2 separate regions of the Hordeum vulgare genome follow, and region 1 is linked to region 2. Evidence: chromatin contacts called from public Hi-C data. All regions are on one chromosome and are shown on one strand. Each heading gives the region's core, a stretch centred on a gene start, on an enhancer-like site or on the middle of the called end of the contact. The rest is flanking DNA. Distances are from core to core; before and after follow the strand shown.

Region 1 (5,685 bases), core at 775-3,274, 160 kb before region 2:
GACTTTCTTACAAAACATGTCATTGGCTTTACAATCTAGTATGAAATAAGGGGGGGGGGGGGGGGGGGGGTCATTACAATATGCATCAAAGCTAACGTTACTTGTAGGTGCATTACTGCATTATATCAATTTTTACAATAACTGAATCAAAGGTAGTCTGATACAAAAGCAGAAAAACAGATGGTACAAAATGAAGAACAGGTTGTAGCAGCAGGTTTGTTTACATGAAAAATGCTTGTCGGACAAGTATGCTAATACCTGCTCAAAAGCTAGAAACTTTGCCACACTTAAGTTCATCGAAGGGTGGAAACGGAGACCACCTCTGCATGGACCTAAAGCCTGACTGAACTGCACACGGAAACCTCGATTGACATGAACTTCACCTCTGTCATCAACCCATGGCACTCTAAAGATAAAACATCTCTCAGGTTCTAATAAACGCTCCAATATCTGAACATATCTGAAAAATCAACATCAGAAATCATGTTATACTTGAGGACATACTGTTCCTCGGGAAGGGGAGAGGAAGAGGGAGGGAGAGAGAGCTAACTGTGAGTTCTTCACCAAAACTGGTTCTATAGAATGAACCACCTCCTGTATAGACTGTATAAATTCAGCTTCATGAGGGTCCTTCTTGAAGAGAGATTCAAGTATTGAAGCTGCTGTTTTCGACAAAGCTGAAATGGGAAATGAAAATTAAGATAAGTACACCTTTTAAACCGTTTCAGTTTGATATAAAACGGAGTGCGTCGAAAAGCTTCCAGAATTAGGTATACGTAGTTAGTAACTGTTGAGCGGAAGATTGGATTACTGGAACGTAGACCTATCTATTTGTTTGCTTTAGGCTATGTTTCATTTCCTCGAATCTAACACGAAAGCACTGCCAACTGTGTACCGTTGGCATGGGATCATCAAACTAACAAAAATTAAAAGTTCTTACTACGACTACACCTAAACATATTATAAAACATTATGACATAAAACTAGATACCAAAAAGCAAAAATCAAACTATACTTGTTAATAAGCAAGAACTTGGTATACATTTCCTAACCCCTTGAAACATCGACACACAAACCCACTGCATAACCGCGGGAGGTCAGACCACACCACCAACCTTTGACATAAACCGGCCTCTCTATTTCAGGAGTTTGCAGTTGCACCTTCTCCTTGGAGGCTGACTGCAGTCGGAGCGCCTCCTTATGCAGCAAGCTATTGTTGTGCTCCTCCAGCGCACTCATCTGCATGTTCCTGCTCCCCTCGTTCCCATAGGGGTTCCGGCGATGCTTGCGGCCATACTCCTTGCAGACAGTGCAGAAGATTCTGCTGGTGTTGTCGTGCACGGCCACATAGGCCCACTTGTATGTGTCTGCCCACTCATCCCGCCATTTCTTGACCACCTTCTTCTTCTTCTTGGTATGCGAAGACAGCCTCGGCATCCCCGCCCGTTCCTCTGCTTGCGGTGGCGTGGGCTGCGGTTGGCCGTCCACTCCGCCAGGCTGCGAGCACGGGATGAGGAAGCTCTTGTGGTCATCCGCTGTGACGATGGGGTCTTGAGGGTGGTGGGAGGTCACGCCCTCGAGTGCGGCGCCGGAGAAAGTGGGATCTTCACACTGGTCGATCTCGAGGTCGATCTCCTCACCGATGCCGCGCACCGACAGGTGGTGCTGCTGGTGTCGCTGATGCTGCCGTAGCAGATTGATCTCGTCCATGGACGAGTTCATGTGTACACGCGGTGCGACATGCGGAGGAGCAGTGCACCAGCCAGCGCCGAGTAAATCCGACTCTGTTAGGCGCGGCCAAATGGGGGATTTGGCTCTAGGGTTTGAGGAATTGGGCGCCGCGGAGCCGGCGCCAGCGATGGCGGTGGCTGAGATCGAGGGATGTGTCGATCTGGCGCGCGGAGAACGGGAGCAAGGGGCTTCGGCGGCGGCGAGACTGCGAGGGCGGGGAGACACTGCCGCGCCCCGCGGTGGCTGCTGCTTGGTCGCGTTTTCGGACAAGGCGGAGAAAGGTTGGGCGTCTAATTCTTGGTGGACGGCTGAGATCGTTGTTGTCGACCGACACAGTTGGCAAGCACCGAGGCGTTAGAGCATCACTGGTAGTATCCTTAAATCCTCAAACTTTAAGTATTGAAAATTAACATTTTTTTTATAGTTTTAAGGGTTAAAAAAAAACTAAAAATGGTTGGATTTAAGGGTTCTAGTCTTTACCGCAACCCCAACTCTTAAAAGTGTCATTTGACATATCATAATTTTCATCATCTCAATAACGGTTTGAAGAAAATAATAATCATTCTAGTTATTATTACAACACCGAATAGTACTTTCAAACACATAATAATCATTCAAATTATTACAACAATGTTTTCAAGCAAATTACAATAATTGTTCAATCAAATAGGACATATAAAAGTAAACAAAGATAGATCATGGGCCTTGGCGCCGCCCAGCCAACTGCAACTCGTGCTCTACTAGATCATCTCGGAGCTGACCATGAGTGTTTGCATCCTCAATGTGACGACGTGCTTGAAGAAAAGCTTGTAAGCGACAAGGGTTTCTTTAAGGTTGCACACGGGTATCAACATTGTTATAGAAACAAGGCAGTTTTAACCCTCACTCATCCTCGAGGATCATGTTGTGTAGAATCACACAACATTTTATGATGTTCTCCAAGGTTTTTTGTCCCAAAAACGAGTTGGACCCTGAACTATGGCAAACCTTGCTTGCAAAACACCGAAAGCTCTCTCGATATCCTTGCGGGCTGCCTCTTATGCCTTGGTGAAATGATCCTCTTTTCTGGTTAAGGGCACCCCATTCTTCTCCTTGATGGACTTCACAAGAGTTGCCCAATCGGGGTAAATTCCATCGGTGAAGATTTCACAAGAGTTGGCCAATCACAAGAGTTGTATCTTGTCCAATGCGAAGATACTCGTCGGTATAGTCCGCGGGTGTGCCATAGGCGAGCATCCGCATTGCAGCCGATATCTTTTGGTACCCGCTAAACCCCATTATACCGGCGGTGGATCTATGACGCTTGAAGTAATCTGAGGCGGCCTCATAATTGGTGACAATCTTCACAAACAAACTACGACGCATTATGTACCTTCTTCGAAAGAGGCGAGGTGGGTATGTCGGTACCTCCGGGAAGTAGTCTTGCATTAAATGCTCGTGTCCGAGACCGCGGTTCCGGTAGATGGTGACTCGCCCCATGTTCGACCCTCTCCTCTGATCCATCAGCTTCGCGTGGTCTTCAAACTCTTGCACGTCGAGGAGGAGGCCCATCATCCCAATGTCATCATCTTGAAGCAACTCCTCAATGTCCGAATCGTTTGATGACGACCAACCGGAATCATCGGACAACACCTCCATCTACACAACACAAAACAAAAATTTGTGAGTGCTAACAATGAATCAAAAAGGAAAAAATAAACAAAAAATAGAAAAAATGCATACATGCGGGTCGGCGAGGAGAGCTCGGGGCAACGCGGGGGCGGGAGGCGGAGGGCGGAGGGTGCGGGGGCGGGCCGACCTCTTGCTGAGGGAGGCAGAGGGCACGGACGCCTCGGGCCGGCCTGCTGCGGGCGAAGGGCGGGAGGCGGATGGCGGGATGCGAGCGGGAGGAGGTGGAGTGTGCGGGCGGCGGCCGGGGGCGGGGAGGGCGAGGGCGAGCGGGAGGAGGTGGAGGCGGCCGGACTGCTGCGGGCGGCGGACGGGGAGGTCGAGGGGAGGAGAGGCGGTCGGCCTGCTATGGGCAGCGGCCGGGGGCGGGGCGGGCTCGGACGGGAGGAGAGGCGGCCGGGGGCCGAGACGACGGTGGTGGCTCGGGAGGTGGAGGGGAGGCGATTGGGGGGTGGGATGGCGGCGACGAATGGAGAGGAGGCCGGCGACGGCTCGGGTGGGCGCGGGAGGGAGTTGGGATGGGAAATTTCCCTCCCGCACTCGGTTGGCTCGCAAGTGAGGGTTGGGGTAGATTTTGCTCCCCAATCCTCACTTGTACAGGTTGGGAGAGGGTTTGAAGGTCGGATCCTCAAATTTTTTTGAGGGTTTGAGGGTTAAGGGGCTCTAGTCTACGCGTTTTTTTGCTCGTAAACTATAAAAAACAGTTATTTTTAAGGATTTGAGGGTTTGAGTGTACTACTAGAGATGCTCTTAGAGCATCACTAGTAGACAGTAGTGTCCTTAAATCCTTAAATCCTTAAAATTAACCATTTTTTACGGGTTGAAACGAAAAAAAGACAAAGAATAGAACTCCTAAACCCCTAAAAAAATTAAGTATTGGACCCCGGGTTGCCCTCCCAATCTCTAAAAGTGAGGATTGGAGAGGGGAACCCACCCCCAGTCCGCACTCCTCCCGGTCAACGCGCGGGAGGGAAATTTCCCCGCGTCCCCGCCTCCCGCCGCCCGCCTCCTTGTTGTCGTCGGCCGTTGCACGCCATGCAGGCCTCGCCCGCCTCCTCCCTCGCCCCGCCCGCCTCCTCCCTTCCTCCGCCCGTCGCCCCGCCCCCGGCCTCGGCCCCGGCGACGCCCGCGCCGGCCCAGCGGTCGGCCGTCCTGAGCTAGGCGCAGGGTGGCGTCGGTGGTGGCCGCCACCCACGTCGGTGCCAAGAGGCGGCGTGCTGGCCAGCACGTCGTCCACCCCCAGCCCATCCCGGCCGCCGCCTCCGTCGTCCCGCCCACCACCTCCCTAGCCCTGCCCGCCTCCTCCCTTGCCCCGCCGCAGCCGCCCGCCACCTCCCTAGCCCCGCCCGCCTCCTCCCTCGCCCCGCCGCAGCCGCCCGCCACCAAGGGCCGAAAGAAGAAGCCCTCCCTTGGGACGAAGGGGGCAGCGGCCACCAAGGTCGTCGCGGGAGGGGTCAAGGTGAAGAGGACCACCTCGAGGAAGAAGCCGACGCCCGCGCCCACCCCGGCCGCCGCCCCTCCGCCCGTCGTGCACGAGCTGCTCGACGGAATGCCCGCCCCGCCAACGTCGTTCATGGGGCTTCTCGAAGATGCGGAGGTGGACATTGGGGCTCCTCCTCTCGAACCCTTTGGGTTTGGTGATGACTTGGAGGAAGAGGGTGATGAGGAGGAGGAAGGGGAAGATGAGTAGGAGGTGACCGAGATAGAGGAGGAGGCGTTCGCCGCTGTTGGAAAACCCACCGTGCGCTCGACAAACTATAGCGAGGACGAAGATATTCTCTTGCTTCGTGCTTGAGCACATGCGGGGTTGGATGCAAGCACCGGTACCGATCAAACCAGTAAACGCTATTAGCAACGCATAGAGGACGTCTATTGCAAGAACAAGCCGAAGACCGGTGGGTATGGCGCTCGTAGTTACCGGTCGCTTCAAGGCTGGTGGGAGTTGATGAAGCCCCATTGTGCTCGTTGGAGTGCGGCAATGGACCAAGTGAAGGATGCATCGCCTAGTGGAACCGTGGAGAGTGACTATGTGAGTACATATGTGTGTTTTCACATTTATTTTGATTTTCTATGCTATTTTTATGTGTGTTTACTATGCTATTGGTGGGTTTGTAGGAGGCAATTGCCGACTTGAGGTACAAGGAGATGGCCGCTTTCAAGGGCAAAGCATTCCCATTTAAGCATGTTTGGGAAATTCTTCAAACTTATGACAAGTGGAAGTTGAGGGATCAAGAGACGGCACCCAAGAAGTCAGCAATGCTTAGGATGGATGAGAGTGATGAGGAG
Region 2 (5,628 bases), core at 2,711-5,210:
GCATTAAAAAACTTGTTGAAGAGATTCAATAGTTATACTTGCAAGAACAATGGAGAGATCTTTAGCGCACAACATGCATACCAATTAGCTTCTACATCATCATATTTTTCTCCATTTTTTGAGGCAATGTCATACATAGTCAAACAAGGAGAACTATAGCTTGCCCAGCAGCTAACATGTTAACACATTTTGTTGAACAGGAATGTGATAGATTTTTATTTGCATTTATTTATGAGAAATATAAGATGTTCTTATCTTTCTGACTTGAGAATATCAGGTCATGAATATCTTACCTTTATGACTTGAGAATATCTTGCTGTCTCTCATACTTTGTTCATCCTATATGTAGTTATCATTTTTATAGGAGTTATACACATTGAACTCAACACTAATTCAAAAAAAAACAAGAGCACGAGCTAAGGGAGTGACATATCCGAGTATATAACCAAAAACTATCACAATTCACGCCAACGTGTCCAGGAACTACCACAATACGATTTTGTGCGAGAAACTACCACATTCAGCCTAATATGTGGCAAAAAACTACCAAAAATTTTAACTGTCCGTTTTAGCTGGTTTAACAGATTTCCTAACAAGCCGGGCCCACATGTCAGGTTGACCGTTATTACAGATAGGACCCACACGTCAGACCTCTTCTTCCACCTCTCTCGACCCTCATGTGCATTACATCGAACATGTTATGTGTGTCTCGTGACCGGGGTCATGGTGGGGAACGAGGTGACCACCTCCAGATCGAGCCCACGCAGCTGGATCCGCCCAAGCCACCGCTCTTCTCGCCGGTAGCACCCACGTCTTCCTCCTCTTCCTCCTCCGACCGGTCGTCCGGATCCAGCAAACCGGTGAAGCCGGCTGCCACGCAGGCGATGTCCGCGACGACGGCCATGGACTGTATGGCGCTGCAAACCATTTTAGCTCCTCATCGTCGTTATCCTCCTCGGACCAGGAGCTCATGCGAGCGCTCAAACCTTTTATCAGGAGTGCTTCCTCGCCCACCTCGGCCAGCCGCTGCCACGCGCCTGCAAGCTGTTGTTGCGCCTCAGCCTCCGCGCTCCTCTCCGAGCCTCGACTCGTCTCTAACGCCCTCACCGCGCCTCGCACCACCACTCCATCTCGCCCAGGGTGCCACCCTGCCACCACCATGGCTCTGCCTCTCCCGCTCGCCGAGCCGCAGCAGGCGTCGAGCCGGCCCGTCACGGCTGCACCCGCCGCCGCCATGCCTTTGTGTCCGCGCACTTCAAACCCGCCGCGCTAGCATGCGCCTCGCCTCGTGGTCTGTTTCCCGTTGCACCGCGCTAAAGACGCCCGTGCTTGCTCACCGCGTCCAAGCACCTCACCGCACCTCGCTCATCGCGGCCAGCCACCCGTGCCGCTTCACCGCTGCTGCGACTCAACCTGCCGCACGCAAGACGCCATGGCTTCGCCTCTGCTGCGCCGTGCACCAGCGCCACCGCGGCCAGCTGCATGTGCCGTTTCACCATCTGGTCAACCTGACATGTGGCCCTGGCTTGCCAGGAAATCTGTTAAAATAGCTAAAACACACAGTTAAATTTTTGGTAGTTTTTTGCCATAGATTAGGCTGAATGTGGTAGTTTTCTCACAAAATCGTATTGTGGTAGTTCCTGGACACGTTGGCATGAATTGTGATAGTTTTTGGTTAAATACTCGACATATCCGATACTTAAATAACTATCAAATATTGCAGAAAGTGTTCAGTGGAAAACAAAATACCAAGCACCATAGATAAAATTTCAACTTACAATATTTGGAACTTCTTTGCGCCCGAACACCCATGGCTTTCCTGCAATGGTCATGTCTACTGAATTGGTTCCACCTGAGTCACTTATTACAACTTAAAACAACCAAGAGAGGACCCCGAAAGTAATTACCATGACGTAAAATATGCGCCTATTAGAAATCTAATTAACTGTACAAAGATACACTAATTAATTGTACAAAGATATAGATATATGAGAAACAGAACTCACAAACAATGATCAAGTGAGATGGCTAAGAACAAACTATCTAGAGAAAACATGTGCAACAACCCGAAGAGACTTTTAACCTACTTTCTCACATCAAGTAAATCTACCATTTACAAGTGAAGAAAGACACAAACTGAACATCATGTCCGCAATGTAGGAACCATTTACAGTACCAAGCTAGTGATGACAAATCTTTTAACCATCTACCACGTGCAATAGAAAAGTGAAATATAATTTGCCAGCTTCTTCTTCAAAGAAGAATATCAATCATCTGGTCATCGTTGGTGTATGTCACAACTCTGCTTCTCCTGGCAAATTACATCCAACAAAAGTAAGTAAGTTGGTTGGTAGTTAATAGTACAGATTAAGAGAAATCAAGATACAACAAGAAATCTACATTTTGAAGAAATCAAGATACAAAAAGAATGTCAAAATGGTTCAAGAAATATTTTGATTAATGGATGAACGTCGTGTTATATTTGGAAAAGCATTAGTGTTCTATTTTGGGAGAGCTAACTTGTTGCATTCCTACAAGGAATTTCTCCTAGAAATTTTTAAAAAATACAACGTTCATCTCTGCTCTCAAGAGAAATGGACTTCTCAATAGTTTCAAAAACATGCAGGAATTATAATTGCTTGTGAATCTCTCCATAGAGGTGGAGATGACATAAGTATTGTGAACTGGAAAAGAAGTAAATATTTATAGAGCTAAATGGATAGATAATTATTTGTTGCAGACAAAGAAATAACATCATTAAATTGTCGAGAAATATAAATTAGGACTGCATGCCCAAGCGATGCCTATAAGTACAATTGGTCTGTCACTTCAGAATTCATCCACAAGATTCATACATGTACTGCTAAACTGTAGTAGCATGGAAACTTTTCTAGCTCACTTGTGTGCATTAAAAGAATCTTTATTTTGCCACTATACAAACGTTAGTCTTCAAGTGGAGCGTAAAACATAAATAATGTAACAACTATGCATCAAAGAAATCAATTACCATCACTTGTCATTCATAAAAAATATAAATCATCTATTGGGTTAGAGCACCGCATGAACTCAGAAGAAGATTAATCACCAATCTCATTGGTCATTTGCCCGAATTTTCATTCGTCTACAAATAATTACATATGACAAAAAATATTAAACAGGTTACTGAAACTCATTACGCATCTGAAACCATTTAAATTTCAGGAAACAATGTAACAAGTAACATCATACATTGCAATGTGGGCCATGAGATTTCGCCATCATGATTGAACCCTGACAGGTTGCTGTCATTGCACACATGAACATGTGTTAGTTATCGTATATTGCAGCCGGCAACAGAGCATGATATTTTAAATAGAGAGCTTCTTACACTGATGTTCCACAGCACGCCACACCAGGAGCAGTAGCTCGGGCATGCCCCGTCGCTGGACCTGTCATACAAAATGTTGCGAACACCGTGGAAGGATTTATTGATCTCTAGCAGCGTTCGTCCTGAAAACTTGCAGAATCACAGTTGATTAGTAGAATCAGCAGCAACAAAAGAATATGACATCATGATAAATCGAGTTAACCGAGGCACTTTTGTGCCGCTTCATTGGTCATACCCTTCAGGAGCACTTAACCATGTGTTTTGCAATGCAACTACAAGATCACATGTAGGTGAGCATGAATCCCAAGTTGATTCAGGCAGCCATAGTCGAGGCAGCACGGAGTAGGGGCGTTGACCTGCCGATGAGGCCCCGTGATCCACGAGAGTCAAATCCCCTCGTCGTGTCGCTGTCGTCCGTGTCCAGTTCTCCAGAGTCGTCACTGCCTTAAGCGATCCCCCTCCTCCCACTAGCCTTTCCATCGTTCCACCGATTTTTTTTTCAATCCCCCATAAACCAGACGATAAACCAGCAGATTAGTTTAATAAAAACCCCTTAGTACATCGTCTTCTATGGCTAAAAGTCTTCCCACAGGTCCTCCCACCGTCTCAACGCCTCACCCACGACGCTCACGATCGCCCACGCCGCCGCCCCGCCGCCCAGGTTCCCACCTCCATCACAACTCCCCGCAGCACCGCCGCCGGAGGGCCGGCCGGCAAACCCGCACGGCGCCCAAGGGGAAGGTGACGGCACGTGGCAGTGTGGCGGTCTCGTTCCCCTCCCGCCCCACCCCACCAACCCCCTCCAACATTGGGACACCACCGGGTCCCCCCTCCAACGCCGCCTCCCTCATCTCCGGTGACGGGATCTGGCGAAGCTCCTTCCCCACCCCGCCGCCGCACCTCACGCCCGTCTCCTCCGGCCAGCCTCCGCCCGCAACGTCCCCCCTCCCGTTTTTAGAAGGGAAGGGAAGGGAAGAGAAGAGGGAGAGCGAGCAGGTGAGGCGACGACCATGGCGCTCGCAGATCCGTCGGCCCCGTCGTACGTCCTCGGCCGCGCGTGATTCTGCTTAGTGGCGTGACGGGGTGCCTGCTCCGCGCCCACGCCATGGCCGTCTCGGGACGCCGCCATCGACCTTGGACCACACCCCGCCGCCATGGATGCACAATTCTCCTCACCCGGGCCATGTTCTTCTTCTTCTTCTCTCTCTCTCCCCTAATGTGTTTCGATTTGGTCCTGATGTGTTTCGATTTGGTCCTGATGTGTTTCGATTTGGTAGGCCTGCCTCTTCTTCTCTCTCTCCCCCTAATCTTGCTGCTCAGTTAGTCAACAAATGAGATGTTAAGATAGTTCACCTGGTGTGAACAGGTCGACGGCAGTGGCAGCAGGCGGCGCATGCAGGGCTCGGGCAGCGCCCCGACGTCTCACGCACGAGCTGCCTTTCGAGCTGCTACAGGTCGGCAAGCTGAGCAAGGTAGTCAATCCTTCACATGCATGTTTATTTGGCATCCTGTAGTCAATCCTGTACGAGTCCTCTTTTGTCAAGATGTATGTGGTAATCTGTAGTCCTCTTTTGTCCTGTAGTTAGCTGTATGTGGTAATGTGCAACCAACTGTATCTAATTTCTTGTACTGCATGATTATTACTAACTAACTAACTGTATGTGGTAATCTGCAACTAACTGTATCAACTTTGGCTGCATGTGTGTTAAAACAGATTACCATATTTGGCAAATAAAGTTGAACTATACTTATGCTTACTTCTGCTGCTCTAATTTATAGGTAATGGAAGTGTGCCTTATATTAATAGGATGAGCATGGATGAAACCAGAAGGAGGGGCAATGGCAACCTCGACAATGAAGATGATGTTGTGATGAGGAATGATTCAACTCCAAGAGAGACAGCATGGAAAGGCCACTACCATGATCTGAATTCTGTTAATTCTGCTTTTTTTTTTTGCATGGATATTATGATGCTTTTATGTCTGTTGGTTCTGTAAAAACTCTCTTTTACAGAGCAAATTTCTGTTAATGTATATGTTACAGTATACCTGTACATTTAGTCAGTTACAGAAAATATACCTGTACATTTAGTCAGTTACAGAAAATATACCTGTACATTTAGTCCGTTACAGTATACCTGTACATTTAGTCAGTTACGGAAATAATGGAAAATAAATCTTTCAAAGTCCAGTTACAGAAAATATAGTCAGTTTCTCTGCCTCCGTGTAGTGAAACAAAAAAAATCATGGTGTTGCTCTGAA

What was found. Hi-C and Micro-C count contacts between places; a contact is called where the count stands out from the background.
Region 1: a contact with region 2 is called in a Hi-C map of seedling, with 1.9 times the contacts expected there. The contact joins the promoter of LOC123443718 here to the promoter of LOC123443716 in region 2. A contact is called at or near these places in 2 of 6 Hi-C or Micro-C datasets (leaf and seedling).

Annotation. Positions count from the first base shown.
Region 1 is chr3H:312,135,122-312,140,806 of MorexV3_pseudomolecules_assembly, reverse strand. It overlaps LOC123443718 (NADP-specific glutamate dehydrogenase), which reads right to left and starts at 2,024. Exons shown (of 15, transcript XM_045120217.1): 1 at 1,116-2,024; 2 at 551-677; 3 at 259-460. The coding sequence starts at 1,722.
Region 2 is chr3H:311,972,723-311,978,350 of MorexV3_pseudomolecules_assembly, reverse strand. LOC123443716 reads left to right here and starts at 3,960. Exons shown (of 3, transcript XM_045120213.1): 1 at 3,960-4,640; 2 at 4,734-4,839; 3 at 5,147-5,461. The coding sequence starts at 4,473. The coding sequence ends at 5,364. It overlaps LOC123443717 (a long non-coding RNA gene), which reads right to left and starts at 3,812. Exons shown (of 4, transcript XR_006630796.1): 1 at 3,603-3,812; 2 at 3,368-3,489; 3 at 3,229-3,281; 4 at 2,071-2,311.